2 separate regions of the Sus scrofa genome follow, and region 1 is linked to region 2. The links are chromatin contacts, called in public Hi-C maps. All regions are on one chromosome and are shown on one strand. The core of a region is the stretch at or near the end of the contact, and the rest is flanking DNA. Distances in the headings are between cores, read along the strand shown. Region 1 holds the start of ZNF614 (zinc finger protein 614). Region 2 holds the start of LOC100737585.

Region 1 (6,354 bases), core at 1,047-3,546, 81 kb before region 2:
ATCTTTGAAGATTTGTGGACCCAGTTTTATGTGAACATAAGTATTTGTTTCTTTGAGATAAATACCCATGTTTGTGTCTAGCTTTATAAGAAATGGCCAAACTTTTCCAGTGACTGTACTAATTTACATTCCCATCAGCAGTGTATGAATGCACCAGCTGCTCCCTGTCTTTTTTAGCACTTGGCACTATCATATATATATATATATATATATATATATATATGGCACTATTATATATATTTTACAGCTGCATCTGCAGCTTATAGAAGTTCCTGGTATAGGGGTCAATCAGAGCTGCAGTCGGAAGCCGACATCACAGCCACGGCAACACCAGATCCACACCGTATCTGCAACCTGTAGCAAAGCCAGATCCTTAACCCACTGAGTGAGGCCAGGGATCAAACCCGCATCCTCACGGGGACAACATCAGGTCCTTAACCCACTGAGCCACAACAGGAACCACAACAGGAACCCGTGGCACTGTCATATTGGATTCCAGCCATCCTATCAGGTGTGTGGTAGTATGTAAGGATGGCCTTAACTGACATTTCCCTAACAGCAAATGATACTCAGCACTTCTACATACATTGAGAAGCATATCATGTTACTTCCAGCCATCAGGCATAATTATAAAAACTCAAAAGGAGACTAGGCTATTATATTTGATATATTTACCCTCCCCATGCCTTTTTCTTCATCCCTGATGTCACATATGTTTCTGTTTTTGCCTTTTTAGAACTTTTATCAGATCTCTTTGAGTAGTTCTGCTGGCAACAAATTCTAGGTTTTATTATCAGTGGAGTTCTTCCTTTCGTCTCTATCCAGAATTATTTCCTTTGACATCCTTTGACATAATAAAGATATTTAAGAGTTCCCTGGTGGCCGGATAGGTAAGGATCTGGCATCATCACTGCTGTGGCTTGGGTCACTGCTGTAGAATGGGTTGATCCCTGGCCTAGGCATATCTGCATGCCAGGGGCACAGCCAAAAAAAGGGAGCATATTTTAATATTTAATCCAGTTTAAAGTGGTGAGTTCTGCTTTTAGCAAAAAAAAAAAAAAAAAAAAAAAAAAAAATCCCATATAGTGTTGTGGCACTATTCAATCCCCAGCTCTGTGCTGAGTAATTCATTCCTTTAAAAAATGTTTTTATTTTATTTTTTATTTTTGTCTTTTGTCTTTTTAGGGTCTCACCCTCGGCATATGGCGGTTCACAGGCTAGGGGTCTAATAAGAGTTGTAGCCACCAGCCTACACCACAGCCACAGCAATGCCAGATCCTTAACCCATTGAACAAGGCCAGGGATCAAACCTCATGGTTCCTAGTTGGATTTGTTTCCGCTGCACCACAATGGGAACTCCTAAAAATGTTTTGGATCCAGCTGGATGCAGCTCGGATCCAGTGTTGCTGTGTTTGTGGGTTAGCCCTCATATGCATCTCGGATTCGACCCCTAGCCTGGGAACTTCCATATGCCGATGTTCAGCTCTTAAAAAAAAAAAAAATAAAATGTTTTTTGAGCATTATTTTGCCAGGCTCTGCTTTTGTCTCTGGAGAGACTTCAGTGAACAAACAAGCAAAGTCATGGGCTTCATGGAACGTAAAGTCTCGTGAAGCCTCCTGAGTAAAACAGGAGAATGTCAGTTCTGAAAAATGCTATGGAGAAATTTTAAGCCTAGTATATGGGCTGTAATGGAGGAGCTTCATTTATTTTTGGAAGGAAACCCAGACATACACTTGCACCTTCACTTCATCACCCTGCCCACTAGAGGTTGCTCTGTATCCACTCCCATGTGGGTATTAGCATTTTTATCCAACTCTGCCTGGGCTTCGCCTTTTCTTTTTTCTTCTTCTTCTTTTTTTTTTTTTTTTTTTTTTTTTTTTGCTACACCCATGTGGCCTGCGGAAGTTCCCAGGCCAGGGATCGAACCTGCGCCACAGCAGCGACCTGAGCCACAGCAGTGATACCAGATCCTTAACCTGCTGAGCCACAACAGGAACTCAGCCTTCACCTCTTCAGTGGCTGTCTTGCTTCCTTCCCAAAGACCTTACCCACTCCACACACAACTGCTCTCTCCCCAAACCTAAGATTTTTAGTGACCACTGCTTTTATCAACTCTGCGGCCGCTGCCTTTCCAGTGATGTCTCGGCTTCTACCTTTTAAAATCTTTCCAGGTCTCCTAGGATCTGAGCCCTTTTCTGCCGTACAGACATGAGTCTTGTTCCAAGATGGCCGCGCCCATGGTACTCCATAGCGCTTCCGATCTGAAGTACACAAAGGGCGTCGCCATCTTTCTTGGTTCCCCAGCAGGCTGAACGAGCCATGTTGGCCTTGGAGAGGCATCTGCCTCCGAAATCTTACATTTAGTACATCACTGCTGACTGTCCCTCGCAACCAGGAGGTGAAAGCTTTGAGGCGGTCAGGAACGATTTCTCCCCACAGCCGTGATGGCCCCGCCCATCCAAACGTCAATGTGGGCGGGGCCGTGTTACGTCACAGAGCGGAGCCCGCAGTTGGAACTCGGAAACCCCGGCAACGCGCCAAGGTTCTCGTGGGATTCCCCGGTCCCAGGTGGTCAGCGTCTCTAGGGACCGCAAAGGAGGGCGTCCGGACAGAAAGTGGTTTTCTGGTCGTGGGCTCAGCCTTTCGTCGCTCCCAGTGGTACCTGAAGAGGTTGAGATTAGGTGAGTTGGATTCTGGGCTTGGATTCGTGGTCTGTGGGGTTCTATGAAGCTGAGCGTGTGTAAAAGACCGTAGTTTGGATTTTATTTAGATTCAGCCCCTGAGCGTTTGTGATGGAGCCTTTAGTAATCAGTGATTAAGAGTCTGAAGAAATCGTCGGCCGAGAGTCCGATTGGCACTATTTGAGGTCTACTTGGATCACTCTGCTTAAGAGACTCAGTGGTTGAAAAAGCGGTGGAAAGTTTGAACGCGGTGTCTGGTCTGGGTTCCAGATGTAACGTGGGACTCTGTTGAAGTCCGGGTTAGCGGGATGTCCTTGTTGGTTTCTTGGGCATGTCTGGAGTTTAATGTGGCATTTAATATAGGACTCAGTCAAGAGACTTGTGCCTGGCGCGCTCACTATTTGGGGAGGTTCAGGGCCCCCTGGAGAATCTGTAGGCTGGCTTAGGATCAGACTTTGAATGCGGGGAAACAGGCTTGAGGGCTGCATTTCTCCAGTTCATTCAAATACAATTCTCTCCTTCAAGTCTGCCCTCAAGGACTTGACTAAAAATTTTTTTTCTCTCTCACACTGCCGCGTTCAGCGCTGCAGGGCAACGGGGAAATCCTGGACTGTGGGGTCTAACAAAACACACGAGACTCTTTTACAGAAAGAAAGTGGGGGACCAGGAGGCCCTCCGTTCCACAGAACAGAGGCGCCTAGGCTTTAGTCCTCATGACTTGTATTAGGGAAGGTGACGTAGGTTCCTGAGCAAAATCAGGTGCAGGCAATGACAAAGCCATCTCTGAGTGAATAACAGAGGAAACGACTAGCAGCTAGTGACAGGTGCATCCCTCCAGGGCATCGTGCAGCTGCTCCTGGTTCATGTATGACTCCCTTATCTTGCGTTTGAAGGAGACCCTGTACCTGAGAACTCTGCGTCAGCAGTCCTTAGCTTGCTGTGCTTTTGCATGTGCGCCAAGTTTGCCTTCTGCAGAGTTCAGCAGTTCCGTGGTCTCCAACAAACAGCTCTGTAAGAAACTGCTGAACTGTCTTCCAAAGTGGCTGTACCGTTTTGCCATCGGCAATATGTTAGAGGGCCTATTGCTTCATATCCTCTGCAGCATTCGGTGTTTCCGTTTTTGAGTTTTGGCTATTCTAATAGATGGGCAGTGGTATCTCATTGTTCTAATTTGTAATTCCCTTATTACGTATGATGTGAAACATCTTTTCACATGCTTACTTGCTTTCCATGTATCTTCCTTGGTAAGGTGTCAGTTCAGGTCTTTTGGTCATTTTTCAATTGGGTTGTGTGTGTTTTTTTTTTTTCCTTAATTTTTTTTAATGGCCACACCCACCGCATATGGAAGTTCCTGAGCTAGGGATTGAACCTGTGCCTCTGCAGAGACCCAAGCTGTTGCCATCAGATTCTTAACCCAGTGCACCACAGTGGAAACTCCAGGTGGTATTTTCTTATTGTTAAGGGTTTTTTTTTTTTTTTTTTTGTCTTTTCTAGGGCCACACCCGCGGCATATGGAGTTTCCCAGGCTAGGGGTCGAATCGGAGCTGTAGCCACCAGCCAACACCACAGCCACAGCAATGAGGGATCCAAGCCATGTTTGTGACCTACACCACCAAAGCCAGATCCTTAACCCACTGAACAAGGCCAGGGATTGAACCCGCAGCCTCATGGTTCCTAGTCGGATTCATTAACCACTGCACCATGAGGAGAACTCCTTTACTGTTAAGTTTTTAAGAGGTCTTTGTATATTCAGGATAATAGTCCTTTATCAGATGTGCCTTTTGCAAATATTTTTTCCTAGCCTATGGCTTTTCTACCTAATTTCTTTTTTTTTTTTTTTTTTGTCTTTTGTCTTTTGTCTTTTTTTTTGTTGTTGTTGTTGCTATTTCTTGGGCCACTCCCCCAGCATATGGAGGTTCCCAGGCTAGGGGTCCAATCGGAGCTGTAGCCACCAGCCTACGCCAGAGCCACAGCAACGTGGGATCCGAGCCGCGTCTGCAACCTACACCACAGCTCACGGCAACGCCGGATTGTTAACCCACTGAGCAAGGGCAGGGACCGAACCCGCAACCTCATGGTTCCTAGTCGGATTCGCTAACCACTGCGCCACAACGGGAACTCCCTACCTAATTTCTTGATATAGTTTGTATTTTTGGCTATTATATTTAAATGTATTATCTATTTTAATTTAATTTTTTTATTTCATTTTTTTTCTTTGGGCTGCACCTGCAGCATATGGAAGTTCCCAGGCCAGGGGTCGAATTGGAGCTATAGCCATCAGGCTACGCCACACCCACAGCAACGCCAGATCTGACTCTGTGACATACACCACTGCTCACAGTAACGCCGGATCCTTTAACCCACTGAGCAAGGCCAGGGATCGAACCTGGGTCCTCATGGATACTAGTTGGTTTGTTACTGCTGAGCCACAATGGGAACTTTCTAATTTAATTTTTTAAATGTATGGTGTGAGGTAGCTGTTCCAGTATATTTCTTGGAAAAACCATTCTTTCCCTCATTGCTTTGTCTTGCACCTTTTGTTGAAAATCAGCTGACTATACTTGAATTTGTTTCTTAATTCTCAATTCTGTTGCACTGATTTATGTATCTATTGTTATGTCAGCTTAGTACCTGTCTTATTACTGTGGCTTTAAAGTAAATTTTTAAATAAATTAGTAAAAGCACTCACTAGTTTATAATTCTATTTTACAACTGGTCTGGAGTTCTAGATCCTTTGCTTTTTAATGCAAATTTTAGAATCAGCCTCTTGATATTTATAAAATTCCTGGTGTTCCCTTTTAAATATTTATTTATTTATTTATTGTCTTTTTAGAGCCATACCTGCAGCATATGGAATTTCCCAGGCTAGGGGTTGAGTTGGAGCTGTAGCTGCCAGCCTACACCACAGCCTCAGCAACGCTAGATCTGAGCCATGTCTGCGACCTACATACACTACAACTCATGGCAATGCCTGCCCCTTAACCCACTGAGTGAGGCCAGGGATCAAACCCAAGTCCTTACGGATACTAGTCCAGTTCATTACCGCTGAGCCACCATAGGAACTCCCCTGGCATGCCTTGGATATTGATTGCATTGAATCTCTGTCAGAAGAACTGCCCTCACCATATTAAATCTTCCAATCCATAGGCTTGGAATGTCTCTCCACTATTTATATCTCTAAATTTGTCTCGGAGGCCTTTTATAGTTGTCAGTATACAGGTCTTGCTTTTGTCTTTATTTTCTTTTTATGATTGTTTTCATTAAAAATTTTTTTTATGGAGTTCCTGTCGTGGCGCAGTGGTTAATGAATCCGACTAGGAACCATGAGGTTGTGGGTTCGGTCCCTGCCCTTGCTCAGTGGGTTAACGATCTGGCGTTGCCGTGAGCTGTGGTGTAGGTCGCAGACGCGGCTCGGATCTCGCATTGCTGTGGCTCTGGTGTAGGCTGGTGGCTACAGCTCCGATTGGACCCCTAGCCTGGGAACCTCCATATGCCGCAGGAGTGACCCAAGAAATAGCAAAAAGACCAAAAAAAAATTTTTTTTATTATAGTTGATTTACAACTATAATAAAATAGTTCTGTCAATTTCTGCTGTACAGCCCAGTGACCCAGTTAAACATACATATACATTCCTTTTCTTATAATATCTTTCATCATGTTCCATCACAAATG
Region 2 (6,979 bases), core at 2,008-4,507:
TCCATTCTCTATGTCCATGAGTTTGTTTCTTTTCTGTAGATAGGTTCATTTGTGCTATATTTTAGATTCCACATACAAGAGATATCATGTATTTGTCTTTCTCTTTCTGACTTCATTAGTATGAGAATCTCCAGTTGCATCCATGTTGCTGCAAATGGCATTATTTTGTTCTTTTTTGTGGCTGAGTAGTATTCCATTGTGTATATGTACTACATCTTAATCCATTCATCTGTCAATGGACATTTAGGTTGTCTCCATGTCTTGGCTATTGTGAATAGTGCTGCAGTGAACATAGGGGTGCATATATCTTTTTGAATGAAAGTTTTGTCTGGATATATGCCCAGGAGTGGGATTGCTGGATCACACGGTAGGTCTAGATTTAGTTTTCTGAGGTCCCTCTATACTGTTTGCCATAGTGGTTGTACCAATTTACATCCCCACCCACAGTGTAGGAAGGTTCTCTTTTCTCCATACCCCCTCCAGCTTATGTTATTTGTAGGCTTATTAATGAGAGTCATTCTGATTGGTGTCTTACAGATTTTTTTTTTTGTCTGTAGTTTTCTTTTCTTTTTGTCCCAAGCCTTGGCATGCAGAAGTTCCCTCTCCAGGGATCAAACCTATGCCACAGCAGACACCAGATCCTTAACTGCAAGGCCACTAGGGAACTCCTATAATTTTGTCATTTATAAAATATTAGAAAAATAGGGAGTTCCCGTGGTGGCGCAGTGGAGACAGATTCGACTAGGAACCATGAGGTTGTGGGTTCAATCCCTGGCCTGGCTCTGGGTTAAGAATCCAGCATTGCCGTGAGCTTTGGTGTAGGTTGTGGACACAGCTCAGATTTGGCATTGCTGTGGCTCTGGAGTAGGCTGGTGGCAAGAGCTCCAATTAGACCCCTAGCCTGGGAACCTCCATATGCTGCGGGTTCGGCCCTAAAAAGACAAAAGACTATGTATATATATACACATAGAAAAATAGAATTGGTTACCATTTCCCCTTTGGAGGTTGACTATTTGACCTTGTGAAATAATAGAAAATATATATTGGTCTTTGCCCCCAGTTCCTGGAACAGATCTCTTGAAACCCTTGTAATTCCTCCATGATAAAAGCACTAGGAGTATCTCTCGTTCTATGCTCGCGACTCTGGGTGGCCTCCTGGATGGGGGTTGGTCACCAAACCGACCAAGCAACGTTGAGAAGCTTGCAATTTTTCACCCCACGCTCCATCCTCTAGACGGGAGAAGGGCTAGGAATGGAGTTACTAACTAAACATGCATCGCATGAGAAATGCTCCATAAAATCCCAATAGTAGTGGCTTTGGAGAGGTTCCTGATGGGTGAACACATTCCAGTACTAGGAGAATCACACCCCCCCATCTCCATGGGGACAGAAGCTCCTGTGCTTAGGCCTCTCCTACATCTCACTGTGTGTATCTCTTCACCAGGCTGTTCATCTCTATGCTTTATTCATATTTTTTAATGAACTGGTAAACAAGCGTTTTCTTGAGTTCTGTGAGCCACTCTAGCAAATTAACTGAATCCAATGAATCTGCTATTTAGTTGTTATACTAATGTTATTTTCTCAACTTGCCAAAATACCATGGTTATATAAAATATTCACATGATAGGAAGTCAAATCAAGGTATATATGCACTCTTAATAGTACTTTGTGACTTTCAATGTAAATCTAAAATTTTCCCAAAATAAAAGTTTATTTAAAATAGGAAAAAAAATAGGTAGTATATTCTTCGCCAATTATATCTCAGCATAACTGTAAAACATAGGTATAATCTAATGTTATCCCTTGATGTCTCATCTTGGGTATATGCCTAGGAGTGGAAATGCTGGATGACATGGCAACTCTTTTTAGGTGTTTGTTTCCTAGGCTAGGTGTCAAACTGGAACTACAGCTGTTGGCCACAGCCACAGCAACGCCAGATCCCAGCCATGTCTTTGACTTGCGCCACAGCTCATGGCAATGCCGGATCCTCATAGAGACTAGTTGGATTTGAGCCACAAAGGGAAATCCTGTTTGTTTTTTTAATGGTACCCACAGCCTATGGAAGTTCTGGGGCCAGAGGTTGCATCCAAGTGGCAGCTGCAACCATGTGGGATCCTTTAACCCACTGCGCTGGGCTTGGGGTCTAACCTGCACCTCTGCAGCAGGCAGGGTGCAATTACATTCTTCACCCACTCGCCATAGCAGGAGTTACTATTTTTAGTTTTTTGAGGAACTTACATTCTGTTGTCCATAGTGGCTGCACCATTGTACATTCCCATCAACACATAGGAACTGTTGCCTTTCTCCACACGCCCTCCAGCCTATGTTATTTGTAGACTTTATAAGATGGTCATTCTGACTTTGTGAGGCGGTCTTTCATTGCAGGTTTGATTTGCAATTCTCTGATTATTAGTGATGACTGTACTTCCCCGAGGTCCCAATCCCAGTCAAAATTTAGGCTTGTCTCAGCTCTCTCTTTTCCTCTAGAATGTCATCACCTGTTTCACACTGCCAGTTTTTAAAAAAAATCTTATTCGGGCCTTAAAAGCTGCTTCCTGGAGTTCCCGTCGTGGCGCAGTGGTTAACGAATCCGACTAGGAACCATGAGGTTGCGGGTTCGGTCCCTGCCCTTGCTCAGTGGGTTAAACGATCCGGCGTTGCCGTGAGCTGCGGTGTAGGTTGCAGACGCGGCTCGGATCCCACGTTGCTGTGGCTCTGGCGTAGGCCGGTGGCTACAGCTCCGATTAGACCCATAGCCTGGGAACCTCCATATGCCGCGGGAGAGGCCCAAGAAATAGAAAAAAAAAAAAAAAAAAAAAAAAAAAAAGCTGCTTCCTGCAAGAAATTTACCTCCAAATCTTTCTGCGGATGTCCGATTACCTTTTCTTTTTCCAGAGTTCATTTTCTGCTGCTACACCAGCAGTTTAACTCTTTGTCAGTTTCTAAACCCGACCCCAATATAAAGTATAAAATAAAGGCCACCGGGATATTCCTTTACTGCTCAGTCCCCAAGGCGAAGTTTAAGTAGCTCCATACTTTCTTTAGAAACCTCGCGTTTCTGAAAATCGGCTCATTTCCTAAAGTGTGGACGTGGCAAAAAATGAGATTAAATTCAGCGGCTTCTCACTTTCCCAGCCACCCCAGGTTCCCTCCCGGAAGCCCGCACCCTCGGCCTTTTGTACGTAAAGTGTCCCAACGTGGCCGCCCACTGGCGCCCCGGCGACCGGGCGCAGACATATTGCCTTTCTAGGAACTACCGGAAACCCGTTCTTCCGCGTTTCCACAAACGTCTCAGACCCAATTCAGCCGCCGTAGGTGGACGGAAAATGTGTGCGACAGCCAAGTAGAAGCGGTTCTTGGAAGGTGTTAGGTTTAGACTCCTCTTGCTGGCTGGAGAAAATCCGGTCAGTGTGTGCATTTGTCCCTTGAAGTTTTGTGTGTGTGTGTGTGTGTGTGTTTTGACCCATAGAAGGTTTGTCTCTTACAGGGTGATGTCAACGCATAGGGTGGACGCCGTGTAATGTGGACTTAACGGAACAATTGCCGAGTCTGGTGAGAATCACCAAAGTAGAAGTATTTGAGAGTAACCGGGACCCGTCTGTCTGTGGTTGGAGTACCTTGCGGAGGGTGGTCTTTAGAACGATTAAGAATTTGTGGAGATCAGCAACCAAGTCCGGATCAGCAGGGTATGGGGGTCTTTGCAAATCACTTTGTTAAGGGTGCAGGTCGTATTTATGATGAACACAGGTTTTGGTTGAGGTTCGAGAATTAATATGGGGTTCGGTGTTATTGGTGCTTCCTTGGATGGTCATCTAATGGGTGTCTGGTCCAGATTTCGGATTAACAAGGGAGTGTGTAGTCCGTGTCTGTCGTACAGAGAAACTTGCTAGGTTTGGGCGCCTAGGATTCCTGGCTGTTAGTTGGGTTGAGGTTCCAACCTCGACCGCTGGGTACCAAGGCGGTATTCTGGGAGCAGCAGTTTGAAACTGCCTGGTTTTTAGCCTTGTGTTCGGGGCTTAAGTAACTGCTGACCCAGGGACTAATCCAGCCACGCCCATCCGTTGTGTTTCTCTTTGGCTGCTTTCGCCCTGCAAAGGTAGAATTGAGTTCTCAGGACAGATTTCAACCTTCATAGTAGAAACGTATACTGTCTATCCTTTTGCAGAAAATGCTTGCCAACACCTGCCCTCATAGCAATGAATAGTGTTGCTTATTTGCCCGATGTACATTCGCGCTTTCTTCTTCTTCTTTTTTTTTTTTTTTTTTTTTGGTCTTTTTGCTTTTTCTAGGGCCGCTCCAGCGGCATATGGAGGTTCCTAGGCTAGGGGTCTAATCGGAGCCATAGCCACTGGCCTATGCCAGAGCCACAGCAACGCGGGATCCAAGCCGCGTCTGCGACCTACACCACAGCTCACGGCAACGCCGGATCTTTAACTCACTGAGCAAGGCCAGGGATTGAACCCGCAACCTCATGGTTCCTAGTCGGATTCGTTAACCACTGCGCCACGACGGGAACTCCTCACACTTTCTTCTTTACTGACAGAATTTTCATTTTATTCATTTATTTTTTGTTTTGTTTTTCATATAATACTGGTACCATTATCTCTCCCCCCTCCCTTTTTTGCTTTTTTATTTTTATTTTTTTGCTTTTTTAAAGGCCTGCACCTGTGGCATATGGAAGTTCCCAGGCCAGAGATCCAGTCAGAGCTGCAACTGTCTGTCTACACCACAGTCACAGCAATGTCAGATCCGAGCCACATCTGAGAAGGTGTGTGGTTGTAGGCCAGCAGCTGTAGCTCTTATTTGATGCCTAGCCTGGGAGGTTCCATATGCCCCAGGTTTGGCCCTGAAAAGAAAAATACATCAATGAATAAATAAATAAAAATAAAAAAGAATTGTGCCAAAATATTTATCAAAGTATTTGTGCAGTTCCTCCCGCAACATATAATTTGCTTTATAGCCTGCTTTATGTGGCCTGTTGAACATTCTTTTCCACATCCCAGTATTATTGAGAGATTCTCCTGTGTTATCCCTTACAAGTTTTATGGATTTGCCTCACTCATTGAGACTGATAGTTCTCTGGCTACATGATTTTTGTGTATGTTGTGAGGTGGGGTGCCACGTTTTTCTCCCCGTCCCCAACCCCAGCGTGAATATCTGATTGTCCCTGGACCATTTCTTTAAAAGACATCCTTCTATTCTCCGTAGTGCTGCTTTGATTGTCAAGTCTTTATATAGGCAAGAGTCTTTATAAGCATTTTATTGTTCATTTGTTCTACTTATCTTTGTACTAATATTATACTGCCATAATTAAAGTAACTGCCAGAAGTAAAGTCTTCATAATTGAGCAGTTCTCTCAGTTTTTTTTAAAAGATGGGTATACTTATCAGTTTAGTTTCTGATTGGGGTTTCCTTGGATTTTTATATATATTTGAGAGACGTGACATCTTTTTTTTTTTTTTTTAATTTTATGGCCTCACCCACTGCATATAGAAGTTCCTAGGCCAGGGACTGAATCAGAGCCACCGCTGTGACCTACACTGCAGCTGTGGCAATATTAGATCCTTTAACGTTGTGCTGGGCCAGGGATCAAACCCACAGCTTCTCAATGACCAGAGCCACACAGTCATATTCCTAGCCCACCAAGCCACAGTGGGAACTCCCATGACATCTTTACGATGTTTGATTTTCTTAGTAATCTTTATAGTTCATATTTCCACTTATTTAAGTCTGTTAAAATTTCTCTCAGCATGCCTGCTTAGTATCAATTATTTATTTATTTTTTTGTCTTTTTGTCATTTCTAGGGTCGCACCCGTGGCATATGGAGGTTCCCAGGCTAGGGGTCTATTCGGAGCTGTGGGCACTGGTCTTTGCCAGAGAAACAGCAACGCGAGATCCGAGCCACGTCTGCAACCTACACCACAGCTCACGGCAACATTGAGCAAGGCCAGGGATCGAACCCGAAACCTCATGGTTCTCAGTCGGATTCGTTAACCATGAAGCACAAGGGGAACTCCCAGTATCAAATATTTTTGACAGTCTTCAAAATGATATTTATAAATTTTGTTCTTTGGTGGCCTGTTTGTTCTGTCAGAGAGGTGTCTTCAATCTTCTACAGGTAGTCTGGATTTAGTTTTTTTTTTTTTACTTTTTTCCCCACTGCACCTTCGACATGTGGGAGTTCCCAGGCCAAGTACTGAACTCACACCACAGCCACAGCTTGAGCCACTGCAGTGACAACGCCGGCTCCTTAACCAGCTGCGTGACAGGGGAGCTCCCTGGATTTGTTTATTTCTTCTTCTGGTCCATTTTTGCTGTATACTTTTCGGGGCTATATTGTTAGATGCGTAGAAAATTTGGAAAATTTTTATAATGTGCTGAATTGAACCTCTTACTAGTGAACATCGTTTTCTTTCTCTGAAGTAATTTTTTCGGCTTTTTGGTTCCTTTTGTCTCAGACCGTAGTTACGCCAGGTTCTCTGTTGCTACTCTTTCCATGGTTTATCTTTTCTTAACCTTCTCCAGCTTTCCATATCATTGTGTTTCAGGCACGTCACCTAAAATAGTAGTCTGTCGGGCTGTACATTTTATTTTATTTATTTTTTGGGGGGCATGCACCCTTGGCATATGCAGGTTCCCAGCCTAGGGGTCTAACCAGAACTGCTGGCCTATGCCACAGCCACAGCAAAATCCGAGCTGTGTCTGCCACCTACACCACAGCTCACAGCAACGTTAGATCCTTAACCTGCTGAGCAAGGCCAGGGATTGAACCTGCAACCTCATGGCTCCTAGTTGGATTCATTTCCCCTGCACCATGACAGGAATTCCAGGGCTGTACATTTTAATCCAGTCTGACAGGTTTGGAGTGTTTGTATTGGTGTAATTAACTGGCTTCCTTGTTCTGTTTAGACATAATGTAATTCTCAGTATTTTTTTTTAACACAGTCATCTAAGTGCACTGTGTTTGCCCTGCTTACT

Evidence for each region. Hi-C and Micro-C count contacts between places; a contact is called where the count stands out from the background.
Region 1: a Hi-C map of skeletal muscle shows a contact between it and region 2, with 3 times the contacts expected there. The contact joins the promoter of ZNF614 here to the promoter of LOC100737585 in region 2. A contact is called at or near these places in 1 of 5 promoter capture datasets (liver), 4 of 47 Hi-C or Micro-C datasets (liver and skeletal muscle) and 1 of 2 datasets of contacts at active chromatin or transcription factors (alveolar macrophages).

What each region holds. Positions count from the first base shown.
Region 1 is chr6:58,130,885-58,137,238 of Sscrofa11.1, reverse strand. ZNF614 (zinc finger protein 614) reads left to right here and starts at 2,296. Exons shown (of 3, transcript XM_021097260.1): 1 at 2,296-2,682. It overlaps ZNF432 (zinc finger protein 432), which reads left to right. Exons shown (of 5, transcript XM_021094922.1): 5 at 1-35.
Region 2 is chr6:58,049,834-58,056,812 of Sscrofa11.1, reverse strand. LOC100737585 reads left to right here and starts at 3,257. Exons shown (of 14, transcript XM_013998720.2): 1 at 3,257-3,404; 2 at 3,488-3,686.